Linked DNA regions of Mus musculus: all the other regions are linked to region 1. Evidence: chromatin contacts called from public promoter capture Hi-C data. All regions are on one chromosome and are shown on one strand. The core of a region is the stretch at or near the end of the contact, and the rest is flanking DNA. Distances in the headings are between cores, read along the strand shown. Region 1 holds the start of Peli3 (pellino 3). Region 2 holds the start of Tmem134 (transmembrane protein 134). Region 3 holds the start of Rps6kb2 (ribosomal protein S6 kinase, polypeptide 2). Region 4 holds the start of Sipa1 (signal-induced proliferation associated gene 1). Region 5 holds the start of Ap5b1 (adaptor-related protein complex 5, beta 1 subunit). Region 6 holds the start of 9430078G10Rik (transcription initiation factor TFIID subunit 4).

Region 1 (2,820 bases), core at 195-2,694:
GAAAGTGGCAAGAAGCAGAGAGTCCTGGGAGAGCAGCCGGTGCACACTGTTATCTTGGCTGACCTGAGGGACAGTTACCCAAGCACATCACTCCTGGACTAGGGAGGCTCACCCCAGAACGATGAGTTCACCATACTTGATGGGCTCCTCGCCTGCCAGTGCTTCTTCACCAGGACAAGACAGGATGCAAGAGCCCTGGCTCCCCGGGTGCTGGAGGTCTGAGGTCCGGGGGGATCCCACGTCAGGGTTTCCTTCCAGCACCATTCTGAGCACAGTGGGAGAAGAGAAAAGAACCTTGCAACTTCCCACCCCAGCTCCTCTCAGGCTCTGGCTAGACACAAGGCAAGAATGGTCCGTCAACACTTGTTATTATAACTACTTCCTTTCCCCCAAATGGTGAGGTTGCTGGGATACCAAGGAGGGAGACTGGTGAGACAAGACCAAGAAACAAATGGCAAAATCAGAGTCAGAGTGTTTGGTCGGTTAGAGCAATATACCAACTTTGGATGGAATGTGTTTGGCAGAGGGGCAGCCAGGACTTAAGAGACCTCTAGACTCAGACTTAATTCCTGGCTTAAGCTCTTAACCCCAAGACCTCAGTTAAGCTCTCTGTCAGGTTCTTGGGTGTCTGTCTTCATTCTAATCTTATTGCCCTTTTTGCAGCAGGTCTAGGCCTCTGTCAGTCTGTCTGTTCTCAATGACTCTCTGTCCTCCCAGCACGTCCTTTTCTGCCTGTTCTCGCCCCACTCCGGTCCCTACTTCTATCCTTCCTCTATCTGTCTGCCTTTGTCTTACCACCCACCTGACTCAGTCTCCCTATCTTAGCCTGGCAATGCAGGCAGGCCTCCAGATCCCTCCCTCCCTCAGGTGTCTGTCTGTGGTCCTCAGGCCGCTTAGGTCTCTGGAGGCCTGTGGGGGCGGCGCTCCCCAGTCGGGCACCTCCTGCAGCAGAGTCAGTCGCCCGCAGGCTGTTAACAGCCCCAACGTTGGAAGGTCTGCGCAGAGGCAGGCCTGCACCCCGTGCTCGGGAAGGGCACAATGACAGCATACGCAGATACACACCAGGCGGCCCCTCACAAATACGCGCGCGCACGCTGTCAGTCCCGCGGGCAGTGCCTAGACTGGCACAGCATACCCAAGAACTCCTACGGCAGAGACGCGCCTCCGCGCTAACAGCCACAGGCGCCAGCCCTCAGACCCGCTCTCTTAACCCCGCCACCCCCAGATACTCAAACACGCCCCCAACGCACGCCCAACACAGCCCCCCGCCCCCCACCTCGCCAGCCTCACCTGGCGGCGTTCTGGGGCTCTCTGTGTGCTGCTGGCCCCCACCCGCCTCACCTCTACTGCGCCCCGGGACTGCCGCGGCGGGATGGGCCCGGCCCGCGGCTGCTCGGTGCAGCCTCGTCACGGGGACACCCGAGGCCCGGAGGAGGGAGGGATGTGCACACAAACCTCCACGCCCCACCCCTTGCCCCACGCCCCGCCCCGGCTCCGCCCCTAGAGGCCCCACCTTACCCCGAGGCTCCGCCTCCTGCGGCTTAAGCCTGGCTGTAGTCTGGGAAGCCAAAGAGGTTGTCTACAAGACCCCTCTCTTATTCCAGGCTCCGGACACCTCACCCTCATTCTGGGGTCTTCTAGGTTCTCCCCGAGACCGGAGCCTCCTTTCACACAGTAATCTAGAGGCTCCTTTTCCCAACCTAAGACTAGCGACTGCCCACCCGCTGCTCCAAGACCCCGCCTCCTTTATGGGGAAATCTCGGAATTACAGAGAAGCCCAGAGCAAACAGAGGGAAGGAAACTACTAGAAGAGGCGGAGGAAGGTGCATCACCCGTGGAGGCTGAGGAAAGCCACTGCGGTTGTCTCGAGTGCAGATCTGTCTTTCAGTTCAGCGCGACCACTTTCTCTCTGTGCAACAATCAGTGAGCTCTGGCCTCCTTGGTGTCCAGAGACATGAATCACTGACCTCCCCTCCCAACAGCATGCTTCTATCCTTTGCAAAGCCTCAAAGGAAAGCCCACTTTGGGGTGCTCGGTCCCTCAGGGCCACAGGCTTTCTTCTGTCAGTACCAGGCTCTCTGGGTTGAATTTGGGCAAATTAAGTCCTGTAATCCTTGGAAGGCGGGTACGATAATTGTGGCCTGTCACCCCTGTCCCCGATGCCACAAAACAGATTTACAGAAATGGCTTGCTACAAAGGAACCAAGAGAGGATCTGGCCCATGGCTTCATACACCTTGATAAACACTTTACCACTTACCAACATCTCCAGCCCTTGAACGACTCATTATTTTTTTTATATTAAATCTATTTTCATGTATATGAGTATTTTGCTTCCGTGTATGGTTGTGCACCACTTGTATGCCTACCTGGTGCCAACAGAGGCCAGAAACTCGAATTCTCTGGGACTGGAGTTACAAACAGTTGTGAGCCACCATGCCAGTGCTAAGTATCAAACCCAGAGCTGGGCAGTGGTGGCGCAAGCCTTTAATCCCAGCACTTGGGAGGCAGAGGCAGGCGGATTTCTGAGTTCAAGGCCAGCCTGGTCTACAGAGTGAGTTACAGGACAGCCAGGACTATACAGAGAAACCCTGTCTAATAATAATAATAATAATAATAATAATAATAATAATAATAAAAACCCAGGCTCTCTGAAAGAGCAAGCAGCCATTGCACTTAGCCACTGAGCCATCTCTAGTCCCCTTACTTTGTTTGCTTGTTTGTTAGTTTTGAGAGTCTCACTGTATACCCCTGAATGGCCTGGAGCTCACCATGTACATCATCAGACTAGCCTCCAAAAAGCTGGAGTTAAAAGCAAGGG
Region 2 (2,820 bases), core at 180-2,679, 820 kb before region 1:
GTGATGTGTGCATGAGGCCAACCTCAGCCTGACTGCTGCGGAGCTGAGTGTTGGAAGCCCAAATGGTACCACGCCTACAGCTCATAGAAACAGCAAACAAGATGCATGTGGAAACCATTAGCACTGAGTGGAAAAATGGAAAAATGTAAACAACAGAATGCACTTGATACAGGAGCCCATGTTTGTACACTGCAAACACATCCATACAGAAGACAATGCCACGTAAGAGCCAGGCTGGGTTGAAACTCAGTGAGGCCAGGTCTTGGGAGAAGAAGGGGAGGGGAGGAAGATGGGGATGGAGGGAATGGGGGGGGGGGAATGAATGACCACAACTAGAGAGGAGCCTCTTTAACCATAAAATGAGAAGTTGGGTTGACTCAGTTCTTTATGGGAGATCATAAAATGTGAGGGCGGTTGGACGTGGAGGAGGGCAAACACTTTGTAAGCTAGAAAGATATGGGTTCAAATTTCAGACGTAGCACTTTGACAAACTGCCACCGATATTTACTATTATTTATACATCTATTCAGTTCCAAACACTCCTGAGCACTGAAGAGAAAGCAGTACTATAAAAGCTAAGGCAAAAAGATCAGGAATTCAAGGCCAGAGTGAGCTAAATAGGGAGCTCCTCTTCCAAGAAAACCAAAAAAAAAAAAGAAAAAAAGATAGAAGGGAATGCAGACTCAGTGCTAGAAAGATTGTTTTTTAATCACTTTAGCTGCCCCATGTATTCTGAATTGGAGAAAACAATATAAGCTCTGAGCCTCAGTGTCCACATCTGAAAAATGACAAGGACACCCCTCCATTGGAAGCTGTGGTGAGTAGGATGGAGGAACAGGTCCAAGAGTTTCTATGGCACTGGAGTGCGGACTGGAATCCAGGCTACCTCATGAGGTTTGAGCTGCTGGGCAGAGAAAGCAACCACACACACACCTCACACCCCTGGGCAGAGAAAGCAACCACACACACACACACACACACACACACACACACCACGCAACCACACACACACCTCACACCCCTGGGCAGAGAAAGCAACCACACACACACACACACACACACACCACACACACCCCGTCACACACACACACACACACACACACACACACACACCACACACACCCCGTCACACACACACACACACACACCACACACACCCCGTCCCTCCGTCCCCCCTCCTCCCCTCCCCCCTCCCTTACAAGCACAAGCTTAGATCGGTCCTGGTCACAGCCGGGGCTGTCGCTCACCAAGGGAACCTCTGGGGGGCGCCGCGAGTCCCGCTACCCGCGAGACTCTGACGCGATCCCGAAGCAACTCTGCATTCTGCTGCTCAGGCCTGCAGAGGAGGAGCGGGCAAGGGCGGGGCGGTTGTAGAGGGCAGATCTTCGCTCCCAGGGAGACGGGGCGGGCCCTGTGAGGGCGGGCCCTGTTTGGTGGGCGGGGCCGTGGCGGGCTCAAATGGCGGCGGCGCTGGGCGCCTAGGCCGGCGGGGGCCATGAGCGCCGCCCGGCCCCCAGTTTAGCATCGATGATGCCTTCGAGCTGACCCTGGAGGACGCGGGGCCTGAGCCCGAGTCCAGCGGGGTCGCCCGCTTCGGGCCGCTGCACTTCGAACGCCGGGCTCGGTTCGAGGTGGCTGATGAAGACAAGCAGTCCCGGCTACGCTACCAGGTGAACGGCCCTGCTCGTCTCACCCTCTTGTCCAGGATAGGGCGGAACCCCAGGCCGGGCCCCGGAGAATTCTAACTCCGGAGCCTCTGCCTAGAGACCCCAGCGGAGCGGAAAATTGTCCCCTAGACGTGTCTGCTCATCCAGATTTATGTCCTTGCCCTCTGAGCTCTGAGTTCGGTTCCAGTGCAGCTGTGGAGAGCCGGAAACTCGGACTAGGAACCCAGGCCTTAGCAACAGTGTAGAACCCACCTGTCTTGAAGACTGACACCCCAATATCACTCCGAGGAGTTTGGGGAGTACTTCCAATCTGAACCAGACCTTGTCGATATTTACAGCATCCCTTGAGCCCCAGATCACGTGACCTATGGAGCCTCCGCATCCCCTCTGCTTTGAGAATCACCCTAAAAGTGGAGGTCCCCACACATGATGTGTTTGCCCATCTCTTCATACTAAACCACACCATAAATCATTGTCTCAGGTAGCTTCCCCCAACCCTATCGTTCTTTAGGACGTAAGACCCAGAGGCCTGTGCTATGCTATACCAAATCCAAAGTCTCTATGTTGGGTCCCTGAAAAATCCTGAGAGCCTCATTTGAGTGGTCACCTGCTCCTGGGATCCATGCTGGCAGCCCACCCCTGCTGGATTCTGTGCTGAAGCCCCCAACAGCCACCTACTTCCTACCCAGGTTTTGGTTTCTGAATCATCAAACCGGTTCCGCTGGGAGGGCAGGGAGAGGCAGGAGAGCAGCTGCCAGATGTGCCAGGCAGAAGCTGTCAGGCTGCCTTTCTCCTCCCCCCAGAGGGCAGTGGAAAGGCCCATTCCTGAAGCTTATCTGAACCTTATGTCCTGTAACAGAACCTGGAAAATGATGAGGACGGAGCCCAGGCCTCTCCGGAGCCGGATGGGGGAGTCAGCACCAGGTCAGGGCCAGGTGGGGACCCACCCTTCTTATCCCAGGCCCCGTGTCTCAGGCTCCTGTCTGCAAGGACCTGCCCAGTCCCAACCAGATGCACTTACCTGTCTTACAGGGATTCCTAGCCCTGCTTCTCTCATGGGATCTGCTGTCCAGCTGGGTCACCTTACCCCAGTGCCCCGGTCCTCCACCTTATCAATGCCAGGCTTTCTGTCTTCTAGGAATCCTCAGTTTAA
Region 3 (2,820 bases), core at 210-2,709, 780 kb before region 1:
TTCAGCTCAACTTGACCCTGCTGACACACTGAGCCACACAATTCTTTGTCGTGGGTTCCTGTTGCGCTGCATCCTGGGCTTCTATTCACAGAATGCCAACAGTACTGCCTGTCCTCATGAGTCCTGACAATCAAAGCTTGCCATATGTGCCCTAGCAGGCCAGCTTCTTCCATCCAAGAATTACTCCAAAATCGTATGTATGACAATAGATGCTAAGTCAGCAAGTGTCAAGATAAGGACTGTCTTTATCATGTTTCCGGCTGTCTTCCCGAGACCTGGCACAGGCTGATGGGGATGGCAGCTACTCTGTCTCTGCTGGCTAAGCGAGTGACTCACCTTCCTTAAGACCTTCATGGCATATATTTTTCCCAAGTTGGTGCCTTGCACTTTTCTCACCTGGAACACCTGTAGGGCAGGGGAGACAGGATTAACTTCTCTGACCACACCCCACCTTCAAGGTTGCCCCACCCTAAAGGGACCAAAAGGTCTAAACTCAGCTTAAGGGTGGAACAGTAAAGATCTCCATCAGATTTTGAAAGGATATGCCCTTCCTTCCCCCAGGTCTCCAGCTCTGAATTCCATCAGAGACTCCGTACATTTACAAGCCTATTGGGTGTGAAGGATAGTATGCTGTCTCAGGCTAGAGCTGAGGTCGCCAGGGAGAGAGGGATGTTAGTACCTTGCCATAGCCCCCCTTGCCCAGTACACTCAGTAGCTCAAAGCAGTGGGGCCCGATGCGCTCAGGACCCAGGTTCACGCTGCTCTCTGTCAGCTCTACTTCTTCATAGTGTCCCACTGTCCTAAAGACAGAATAAGTTAATGAGGGAAAGGCTCTAGTGTACTCCAAGTCCCGACCCCTACTCCATACCCCCACCCCCCAAGCAAGACCCTCACTCACTCCAGGCCAGCAGCCCTTAATTCGCCAAGGGGACACACGTCCTGTGAGAAACCAAGTAATAAGAACCATGGGAGGTGCCAGAATACCTCCTCCCAACCTAGGCTCAACTGCTTGGCCCAGGGGAGAGGACCAAGGATAGAAGACAGGAGCAGGGATGGGGAAAGGTTGGGAAGGAGAGACCAAGGATAGAAAAGGAAAGATTGGGTCCAGGGGCTGGGGCTGGGGTTGGGGTTGGGGCTGGATCTGGGTTTGTAGGGGTCACAAACCACTCAGAGTTGGGAGCGCCAGGGTTTTGGTTAACCAGCCGGGCTCCCGGGTCCAGTCGCGCCCGGAGAGAAACACTCACCGCAGGGCTGAACTCCGGTTCGCCCTCGCCCTCGCTCCCTTCCTCGGTCTCCAAGTCTAAATCAAATACGGCCGCCATGGCCCCGCCGGTCCCGCGGGACCCTTGGCCCGGACCAGGCAGAACTCTGACTGACAGCACCGGGCTGTGCCTACGTCATTTCTCCGCGACAGCAGCCGCTCGCTCTGTTGACGCAATAGCTTCACCCACTCTCAAGTCGAGTGGGAAGAAAAGATGGCGCCTGTCGGAAAGCCTCTCGGGAGTCGTAGTTCCAGACATCTGGACCTCCCATCCTGCAAGCCTTATGAATAGAATAGGCTTTACTAGACCATCTTCCTTGTCGGTTTCTCCTGGGCCAGCTCTCGCCCCGAGCCGCGCGCACAGAGGCTCCCATTTTGACTCTGGAGCAAGTTCAAGATTTAATGGGCAGAATTACAGATGCATGAACGTTTAAGTGGCAACTCCTCAGCCCTTCTTAGTGCTGTGAGCTGCCCAGAAAGAAAACTTGTGTCTGTTCGGTTGTATTAGGGGACAGTAAGCTGTATTAGGGACACTCCATACAACCTCCCTGAAGCTCACAGACCCTGCAGGTCTGACATTTTCTGGGCGACTGCCTGGGCTTTGTTTCAAGGCTCCCTTTCTGAAGGGCTCAACACACCTAAATATGGACTTTTGCTAATGTATGCATACCGAGTATTTGAGCTGCCTAGTTCAGAATAGATATTTTAATAGAATATAGTTGAAAGGATGGATGAGAACTGGCGAGATGGTTCAGCGGGTAAAATCACTTGCCATACAAATGGCAAGTGACTGCTGGGGTTCGATCCCAAACGAAGCCTGTCCATTTCTATTGGAGTCTGTCTGGATAGCTTTTCCATTGCACACGGGATGCCCACTGAGGTATAGGATATGAACTCAGATGAACAAAATTTAGGGGTATCCAGGTCTGCAGAGGGATTACTGCCTGAATATGATTTAGGATTATAATTCAAGAAAAAAAAATCTCAAACATACATGTAGATATAAGGTAAGCCCGTAGCAAAGGTCAACCCTGGGGCCCAGCCAATGGGGTGCTTTCTACCTCTCCCTCCCACTTCCCAGCTCCCCACCTACTGAACCTGGGAGGGGAGCACTAGCTAAAACACTGGACTCCGGATACTTCACTAGTTAACAAGTCTTTATTTAGGTAGGCAGGTTTCAGGAGCTGTCCTCGGCTCCTGAGCAAAGACAGGTGTTTTCAGAGTAGCTAGCTCCCTAAAATGAGGAAAGGTGTACACAGAAGTCCCAGGGCCAAGCTAGCTAGGAATGCCAGAGGCCAAAGCAACAAAGCTGGTAGAGATCGTGTGTGGTGTATGGGAGGCAGGTGTTTAGGAGTCTGAGTGCTGCCTATAAATGAAGATAGAAAGGAGAGAGGACCTGGAGGCTAACTGAGCGTTTAAAACAGTAAACAGAGAAGGTTGGCCTTGGCATTCTGTCTACATCCACTATAATAGGAACTTGGAGGCAGTCTTTTTTTTTTTTTCTCTCTCTGAGCCTGCTTCCTCATCTGTAACATAGGGGCACTAGGGTCTGCCTGAAA
Region 4 (2,820 bases), core at 212-2,711, 720 kb after region 1:
ATAGCCAGGGCTACACAGAGAAACCCTGTCTTGAAAAACAAAAAGAAGAAGAAGAAGAAGATAAATATCTCAAGTGTGACCCCTGTGAAAGGACTGCTCGACCCTCAAAGGGGTCCCAGCACACAGGTTGAGAACTGCTGCTTCTGGACTTGTCAGAGCTGCACCTGCCTACTCTGCCCGTGTGCGTAGGAGTAAGGCAGCCTTGTGAGGGGAGACGGGAGAGGCTCAAGGTCTCACAGGATGTAAGGCTGAAACACCCAAGGCCCCAGGGACCTACTAAGTGCGGAAATGTGGTGAAGCTACACTAGGCAGGTGCAAAAGGTGTGAGAAGGCCGAGCCTACCTCGGCGTGAGCTAGGAATGGAGCCAACAGCTGGGGCAGGGGCAGGCCTCCATTAGTACTTTTTTTTGCATCATCCAGTGGCATCAAGGGGGCCAGGCTGGGAGGGGACAGGGAGCAGCTCCACGGTGCCCCTCAGCTGGGTCTCCAGAACCAAACAAGAGCAGACCTCCTCAGGGTCTTCCTGTCTGTCTGTCTGTCTTCTAGGATAAGCTCTGATGCTGCACTTCATGAGTTCTTTGAAGACTCCTTGGAAACTGAAAGGTGAAGCCAACTATGTCCGTGTGTGAACTGTGCAGGCCCCAGGTCCATAGACCAAGCTGTGGGCACAGACTGAGGCCGCAGTGCCGGGAGGAGCCCTGGGAATGTGTGCAGCCCAGTCCAGGAGCTCCCTCTTGTTCTGGCCCTGCCTTAAGGGGTGTACTTGGGCTCTGCCCCCCACCCCTCATCTTCACACAAGGTCCATTGAGGCCAGGACATTCCTTGCAGCCTGTGTCACTGAGGGGGGAAAAGGGGGGTGCCCCGCCCCCACAGATCCGGAAGGCCTGGCTGCCCCAGGAGGAGGCGCTGGATGCTTCCCAGCACATCTGGAGGTCGTGACCCTATTTCTGTTGCCAGGGAGTGCTGCAGATGTTTCCTCCCAGGCCAGACTCAGGATTGCAAAGGCTGGGAAAGAGGTCACACTGGGAAAAGGGGAGCCCCAGAATAGGGGGAGCCCCACACACTCAGCAGCAGGAGCAGCTGCCAGCATTGCTGAGAAAAGTCCAGAACCAATGAATCCACTCAGTGGAGCTCTGAATCTGCTCATGCAGAGGAGGGAGTGGGAGCTGCCAGCAGGAGACAGAACACTGGACGTGCTGACTCGGGGCTGGACTGGGGCAGGAGGTTGGGTGGGGTACGTGTAGCGAAAGCAGCCAATAGTCCCGTTCCTCCCCACACTACAAGGGTTCACGTCCAGGCTACTTTGTTGGGTATCCAGCCCGAACCTGGTGCCTCCCGATCCCTGATCCCGCCAGTACCTCTCGGGCTCAAGCTGGCCACCGCTGCCTTCCGCACCAAGGTCCCGCTGCCTGCTCACACCGCTCCCGGCGCCTCCGCTCCGCCTGGGGGCGGGGCCAGGATGGAGGCGGTACGTAGTGGAGGGGCGGGACTACCCGGGAGCTGTCTAAGGCGGGAAGCACAGTGGGTGGGGACCTCCGACAGGAACCTAGGCAGCCCCGGACAGCCTGAAGTTCTCTGTCCCAGCCTTCAGCTGCTCTTTTAACTCCCGGTCCTAGCCCAGTCAGTGACTTCACCGAGAAATGGGAACAAATGTACCTGCCTTCCAGACCAATTGGAGCGCTAGAGGCCACTTAGTGTCCTGCTGTGGCTCAGCAGACAGCAGGTATTAGGGCCAGAAACTATTTCACTCTTTAAGGGCTGGGCCAAGCTAGATAACTGATCTACACAGGCTACCATTTATGCAATGGCGAACACCATTAAATCCAGCACTCTGAAGGCAGAGGCAGGTGGATCTGAGGTCAAGGCCAGCCTGATGTACATAGGGAGTACATAGTAAGCCCCTGTCTCAAAAACGAAATAGAATCCTTTCTATTCACCTGTTATTTTCTTTAAGCTTGGAACAAATGAGGTTGAGCAGTCTTTGATCAAGATCAAGGCTGATGGATGTGTGAGCCACCTGGGCATAGAGGACTGCTTGAAAAGCAGAGGCTCAGCTCTCTCCTTTATCCTCTCACTTCTTTCTCCTCTTCCCTTTGTCTTTTCTCTCCTTTCTCTTTCTTCTTCTCTAGCCTTCCCCGTCCCCACACACTCTCTCTCTCTACCTTTTCTCTTCCCCCCTGCATTTCTATAATAAAGCTCTTAAACCATTAAAAAAAAAAAAAAAAAAAGAAAGGCAGAGGCAGGTGAGGAAGGCAGCCCATCCCACCTCATGTCTGCCTGGAGCCCAGCAGTCTGACCCCTTATCCCTCACACTCTTCTGACTTCAGCCTCCCTGCCTCCGGCACCTCTACCAACCTCACCTCGTCCCACAGAAAATAAAACTGCCAACCAAAATCAAAAATAGTGTTATTAATTTGGTGTCTCTGAAGCACAGAAAAAAAAAGAAAGAAAAATGACAAAAGAACGAATGAACCCACCCTTGCCACATATCGGGCCCCAGGTCCAGGCTAAGGAGGCCAGCCTTGGGGGCAGTGCAGGCCCCAGAGGCAAAGTCAGTCCTGGCCATGGGCTCCAATGAGGGACCAGCCCATGGGTTTGGCTCTTAGGGCCTGGCTAGGAGGCTGCTGCCTCAGTTTGGGATCCAGGCCACGGATCAGGGAGAGAAGTCTAGGTCACTGAGTTGTGACACTGAAGTAGCCAGATATCAGGGTGCAGACACCAGAGCCAAAGCCAATCAGTTCTGTAGTCCAGCAGAGTCCGAGTTACTGAGTCCCGGGATGCGATCCAGCAGAGGCCAGGCTGACTCCTCAGTACTGATGC
Region 5 (2,820 bases), core at 170-2,669, 620 kb after region 1:
GACAGGCTCCTACTCCAACCTGCCTTCCCAGCCCAGGGCTGCTCTCACCCTGGCCTCTTTCATCTTGGGCCTAATTAGCCGGGCGCCCCACCCCAAAGCTTCTTAAACAGGAGTCATCACTCCCAATTTATAGATGGGGAAACTGAGGCACCTAGAGGGAAGTGGTTTAGAGCTGTCGCCTGTGAGTCAGCTGTGGAGCCAGAGCCCAGAAGAGCAGAGACCAGGTCTTCTAGCTCCCCGTGCCTCCCCCAACGCCCCCATGTCTCCATTCTCTCTTCTTCTACCCTTGTTCTGGGGGCCCAGGCAGTCTTCTTTTTAGGACCCTACCTCACCACTCTCATCTGCAGCCAGGTCAGGATAAGGGGCTAGGAAGGAACTTGGGCCACCCAAAGGGACAAAGACAAAGAAATAGCCAGAGGCTAGCAATGGGGGCTCAGGTGTTTCATCTTCAAAGTGGCTAGCAGGAGGCTTTATAGGACGGTGAGTATGAGATTTGGACGACAGAAGGTCTGAGCCCCTGAAACTAGCGGGCCAGTGAGCACCCACAGCCTGGGACTCGCCAACAAGCCCAGATACAGTCCTCTGGACTCTAGTAGGTAGCGTGTGTACTACTTGGCCAGAAGTCTGGCAGCCCGGCCGTTGTCTTCTCAAGCCTTGGTTTCTCGGTTCATATTAGGTGTGTTACGAGCTGAGTGACCCTCCAGGCCCCGCCAACACGCACACCTAGAGTCAGGATCCCGTTGTGTTTCGGCTTCGCTGCGTCTTAAGGTCCCGCCCTGCTCGCTCTACTCTAGCGCGCCCGACCCCTGTAGGCAATCCGTGCGACTTCGGGCAAAGGTCAGCAGCTACCATCCGGCTGCGACCCTGGCCCCGGGTCCTCGCCTCCAAGCAGAGCGAGGTGGTCCCCCCCAGCACCCCCGACGCCAGGTCAGCGTTGAGGACGCCAAGCCAAGCCCTGCGGCGCCGGTTCGACCGGTCCCGCAGTGACCCACGCCTTGCTCTTCCTGCTCTGCCCTGGGACTGCGCCTCGCGCGCCACCCAGCGGCCGCCCGAAGACCCGCATTCAAGCAGCCGGGCCAAGCGCGCAGTCACCGGGCCCGGGCGGGAGGACTGGGGGACGCGCTGGCCGCCTTCCCGATCTGCCCAAGCCGCTGTTCTGCTCCAGGGCCTGGGAACGCAGTTCCATCGGGGAGCGGACCGGGAGCCCGGCCCACCAAACCCCGCCCCTGCCCGTGCCTGCGGCAGTTTCGGGGCAGGGGGCCTGCACGGCGAGACAGTTACTCAGACCTGGCGAAACCGGCGAGTCGGCACCTGCCGGCCTGGCGGGCGTGGCAGGCGGAGGCTCCGTTACGCCCCGCCCCCGGGCTCGCCCCGTCCCGGCCGCCCACGCGCCGAGCGCCGCGCCCCGCCCCGGCCCGCGCCGCCAGCCTGCCAGCCCGGAAGGAGCCGACCGAGCGCCCGCGGCAGCTGACTCAAGCGGTGAGAGAGGCCGACCCGTTACCACGGGCGCCAGGGGCGCGAGCGACGCTGTGGTTTCGATGCCCTTCGTAGGCGGGAGGCTTAATGAGCTCTCCGCACGCACCTTCTGGGCACCCCCACCCCGATCCTGCGGGTCCTATCCTGCAGGGGCCCGGGCTGTTGCTTCCGGCATTATCTCCGAAGCCTCCAGAGTTCATCTCGGGACCTAGGCATTGGGGGGCGGGGAGGGGTCTGCAAGACGGCCCTAGGGTAACAGCAGCCCCTCGGGAAGGTGGAGGACCTGGGCGCCCTCTAGTGGCCGTAAAGGCCTGCGCGTCGTCCTCGCCTCGGTGTCTGATGCTCTCTTCCCTTTACAGAGAAGTGGATGACTGACCATGGGGCCCCTAGGTCGAGAAGCCTGGGCCCAGCGCCTGGGGGCCTTCCGAGCCAGCCCATCCGCCTTTCTGGCAGGTGCCGAAGGTGAGGATTTGGGTCGCGACCTGTTGAGTGACCTAAGGAGTGAAAAGCTAAGCGAGCAGACCAAGGTAGGTCCTGCCCGTGTGCCCTGCCGTGGTCCATATGGTTGCTTCATACTACCGCATGCTGAACTCAACGAGTTCCTCTTAAATCCCCCATCTCAGGTTTCCTTACTGACACTGAGCTTGGAGTACTCTGATAAACTTTGGCCTGATGCACCTGCCGCGGAGGCTGCTGCCACTTCCCTGTTGGACACGCTTGTCCTCCTGCCCACAAGACCTTCAGCTCTCCGGAGGCTCCTGTTGTTGGCAGCCACTACAGCCCTGGTGTCAGGAGATGCTCTCGGACCCACTTCGGGAGCTTCCTGCCGGCTTCTGCCCTTACTTCTTGGCTTAGCTTCAGGCCGAGACTTGGGACGAAGCTTTGGAACCCCTTCAGAACAGCGCCATCTACAGGCCACAGCCTGTGAATGCCTTGGAGAACTTGAGCGCTGTAAGCCTGGGCTGCTGGCCGGCGCCCTGGGGATGCTGCGGAGCCTCCCAGGGCAAACAGGTCCCATCCAGCCTGTCAGCCTGCTTCTGGCCCTTGTTCTACACGACACCTTGGTGGTACAGTCCAGGTCTGGGGCTGGCCTGCAAGGCCTGCTGGTGGCTGAGGACTTCTCCACTGGGAGTTGTCCCTGGGACTGGACCCTGGCTGAGGAATGGGATGCCCATCTTAAGCCCCAGGGGCCCAGCTGGCCCACAGCTGGGGAGGAGGAGCGTGGCTTTCCGGTTCTAGAGCCCAGCCCCGAGGACGCCCGAGAGCTGAAGGCTGCCGTGGCCCAGCTTCTGGACACTTCCTATCTGCTCACTCCTGTGGCTCAGGCTCAACTTCTGTGGCTGT
Region 6 (2,820 bases), core at 119-2,618, 550 kb before region 1:
AAAGTTAGGAATCTTTGTCTCATTACAATCCACAAAATCCTTTGATTTTCAGAACTGCAATGATTTCTCTAAAACTTAAGACTTTAACTCCACTGCCAAACACTATAAATTAAGGTTCTAACTACCTGACCAAAAAAAAAAAAAAAAAAACACCCCAAAAAACAAAACCAAAAAAAAAACCAAGTGAGATATCAATATATTTTCACCCCTCCTCTGGTACACAGAAAAGCCATCTAAAATAATTTTTTCCAAAAGGAGGGAATTGAAAATACTAACCAATCTCTGGCTGTACCGAATCCTTTCTTCTTCAGGTTCCATCTCTCACTCTTCTGATGGAAGTACAGTAAAGAAACCACTCCAGGGATGCCTTCCTCTTCCTAAGGATCCAAATTTACAAAGGAAATGAAGAGAAATAAGAACTCATTATGGAACTTATACCTCCCCTTCTCATTAAGTTAAAGACTCTGAGAATCCTTTATCCTCTTGGGCAAATGGTGCCATGTCTTGTCAATATTAATCACATCACAACTATAAAATAAGACCTAAGCAAAAGGAGACTTTGGTTTCAGTTCCTTAGGACCAGCCACATCATTTGTTTCTGCTCATGGGATTGCAACTAGCAAAATTCTTCCTGCTAACATTAGCAATAGATAGATAAAGAGATAGATAGATAGAGGGGACTGGAGACATGGCTCAGTGCTTAACAGCACTGCTGCTTTTCAAGAGGATCCGAGTTCAATTCTCAACAACCACATGGCAGGTCACTGTCTGATTCCAGTTCTAAGGGACCCTTACACAGATATAATGCAGGTGAAAAGGCTCAGGACTTTTACTTCTCTTCTTCTGTATGTTTGCTGGTGTGTGTGTGTGTTTAAGTTTTGTTGTTTTGAGACAGGATCTCTCTACATAGCCCTGGTGGTCTTGGAACTACAACATAGACCAACCAGGCTTGCCTCCAACTTACAAGAGACCCGACTGCCTCTGCTTGCCCAGTGCTGGCAAAGGTGTGCAGCACCAAACCCAGGAAGGACTTTTATTTCTAAAGTGCTGAATGGCCAGGTGAAGGTGAAGTACACACAAAACTAAGCCAGACCCTAAACCAGTGAGTTCTCAAACAGGTAATAACAAATTATAAGCAAAACGGGGAGGTTACTTTCATTAAAAAAAAAAAAAAAGAGGGCAAGAAAAATTTGGTTTTACAGAAAGACTTCAAACCAATGTCCCATATCCTTCTAGTAAGGAACTGCCTTCCCCAAACTACCATCCACCTCAAGGTGGACAACTACAGAACAAATTTGAGAGTTGCAAACGGAGGCAAAAATACCATCTAATCTAGATGAGTAAATAATAAATGAAACGTCTCGATATATGGATACGGGTGAAACATCCATTAAATAAAGGCCGGTTGGCACGTCAATCAATCCACAACACCAAGCAAGGGTTTTCGTTTTTCTAAATATCTTTCTCCAGAATAATGGCTTCTAATTGGATATACAAATGTTTTTTTTCTCTCTTGTAAATATAATACGGCCACGTTAACAAAATCCTTTCAGAGGACCCGATGACATAGTTTGCGAGAGCAGTTCGTGGCACTGCCCTCCTCGGCCTCGGTCGCGAGGGACACAGTCTGCACCCCAGGGCCGGACAGCAAAGCGGTAAACCTCGACTGCTCCCCTAGGGAAAAGGCGTTCTGTGGCTCACCCCTTGCAAAGAAATAAAAACTTTACATTAAGTCTTTAGATAAGACCGGGAACCAAACTTCCCAGGGCGGGGGAGGGGGGAGGGGAAATCTCACCGAGGATTTTGTTCTTGAGTTCTTGTCCAAGAGAGAAGTAAAATTCCAAACACAGACAAAATAAAATCCCAAACGTCGTCTTCGGTATTTCTGTGTATTAACCCAGTATCCAGAGAAGGGTCAGAGCGACCCGGAAAAGAGGAAACAGTTACTGAATCAAACCTCCTCTTCTGGCTTTTACAGACTCCGCGTCCGAGGCGTCAGGGAAGCAAGACCACTCGGCTACTCCCCCAAGCTGGCGGTCAGCAGCCCCAGCCCGAGACCCGGGTCAACCGGGCCGCGGGAAACACCCTCCTCTCGGTACCCTCAGCCGGCCACAGCCGCTACCGAAGCCCAGGAACCGCGGCCGATCAGCTGAGACCCGCCCGGCCGACGCTCCCCGCGCCGCCCGGCCCCCCGGAACGCGGGCCCCGGCCCCGGGGGGCGGAGAGGGCGGGAGCAGCGAAGCGCCCTGACCGGGGGCCTTCGGCTGCCTTTGCGTCGTCCCCTGAGCCGGGGCTCCGCGCTGCGGGACGATCCCCCGTACACCCCCAGCTACTCCCCAGTAGCAGAGGAGGGACTCCGGGGGATGGGCCCCCTGACGTTGCCCTTCCACGCGAAGAGCCCACTGCCCGGGAGGGAAACAACCGCGACGGGCCCGGGAACTGGAAAGGTGCTCTGCGGCCCGCCGCCGCCGCCGCCGCCGCTGCCGGGGAGGGGTGTTGTTTCCCTCACACAGGAGGATCCGCTGAAGCAGCCGCCGCCATTTTGAACCCGTCAGATTCTCACATACACACAGCTCCTCCGGCCTCACTGCGCAGGCGCCCTCTCTTCACCACCACCCCCTCCCTCCCGTCGCCTCTCCACCCCCACCTCTTTCGAGCCTCCCTGCGCGTCTTACCGCTCTCCGGGACACACGTGAACGCGCACGCGTCACTCCCCCCACCCCACCCCGCCCCCTCTACCACGGACACACCGCCGGAGCGCGCACGCGCCGATTGCGTCGGCCTCGAATCGCCCGCGCCCCGCGACGCCGACGCGGTTCC

What was found. Promoter capture Hi-C pulls out the DNA fragments that hold promoters and counts their contacts.
Region 2: a contact with region 1 is called in a promoter capture Hi-C map of second pharyngeal arch cranial neural crest. A contact is called at or near these places in 1 of 39 promoter capture datasets (second pharyngeal arch cranial neural crest) and 1 of 130 datasets of targeted methods (pancreatic cancer cells).
Region 3: a promoter capture Hi-C map of second pharyngeal arch cranial neural crest shows a contact between it and region 1. A contact is called at or near these places in 3 of 39 promoter capture datasets (cranial neural crest, liver and second pharyngeal arch cranial neural crest) and 1 of 130 datasets of targeted methods (bone marrow-derived macrophages).
Region 4: a contact with region 1 is called in a promoter capture Hi-C map of the SN4741 cell line, with 4 times the contacts expected there. A contact is called at or near these places in 2 of 39 promoter capture datasets (the SN4741 cell line and liver).
Region 5: a promoter capture Hi-C map of liver shows a contact between it and region 1, with 4 times the contacts expected there. A contact is called at or near these places in 2 of 39 promoter capture datasets (both in liver).
Region 6: a contact with region 1 is called in a promoter capture Hi-C map of hippocampal neurons, with 4 times the contacts expected there. A contact is called at or near these places in 1 of 39 promoter capture datasets (hippocampal neurons), 1 of 484 Hi-C or Micro-C datasets (embryonic stem cells) and 3 of 130 datasets of targeted methods (embryonic stem cells, fetal liver and large pre-B cells).

What each region holds. Positions count from the first base shown.
Region 1 is chr19:4,941,648-4,944,467 of GRCm38.p6, forward strand. Peli3 (pellino 3) reads right to left here and starts at 1,445. Exons shown (of 7, transcript NM_172835.3): 1 at 1,291-1,445; 2 at 113-265. The coding sequence starts at 264.
Region 2 is chr19:4,124,531-4,127,350 of GRCm38.p6, forward strand. It overlaps Tmem134 (transmembrane protein 134), which reads left to right and starts at 1,430. Exons shown (of 8, transcript NM_001078649.1): 1 at 1,430-1,510; 2 at 1,512-1,670; 3 at 2,527-2,591. The coding sequence starts at 1,496. It also overlaps a transcript of Aip not described here.
Region 3 is chr19:4,161,924-4,164,743 of GRCm38.p6, forward strand. It overlaps Rps6kb2 (ribosomal protein S6 kinase, polypeptide 2), which reads right to left and starts at 1,460. Exons shown (of 15, transcript NM_021485.3): 1 at 1,245-1,460; 2 at 899-939; 3 at 680-800; 4 at 337-405. The coding sequence starts at 1,322. Carns1 (carnosine synthase 1) reads right to left here. Exons shown (of 10, transcript NM_134148.2): 10 at 2,401-2,820.
Region 4 is chr19:5,662,246-5,665,065 of GRCm38.p6, forward strand. Sipa1 (signal-induced proliferation associated gene 1) reads right to left here and starts at 1,462. Exons shown (of 17, transcript NM_001164480.1): 1 at 1,359-1,462. Pcnx3 (pecanex homolog 3) reads right to left here. Exons shown (of 35, transcript NM_144868.3): 35 at 2,390-2,820. The coding sequence ends at 2,808.
Region 5 is chr19:5,566,605-5,569,424 of GRCm38.p6, forward strand. Ap5b1 (adaptor-related protein complex 5, beta 1 subunit) reads left to right here and starts at 1,420. Exons shown (of 3, transcript NM_001362046.1): 1 at 1,420-1,479; 2 at 1,836-2,003; 3 at 2,100-2,820. The coding sequence starts at 1,854.
Region 6 is chr19:4,394,516-4,397,335 of GRCm38.p6, forward strand. It overlaps 9430078G10Rik (transcription initiation factor TFIID subunit 4), which reads left to right and starts at 1,369. Exons shown (of 3, transcript XM_030251152.1): 1 at 1,369-1,378; 2 at 1,815-2,820. The coding sequence starts at 1,369. Kdm2a (lysine (K)-specific demethylase 2A) reads right to left here and starts at 2,562. Exons shown (of 21, transcript NM_001001984.2): 1 at 1,796-2,562; 2 at 277-377. The coding sequence starts at 318.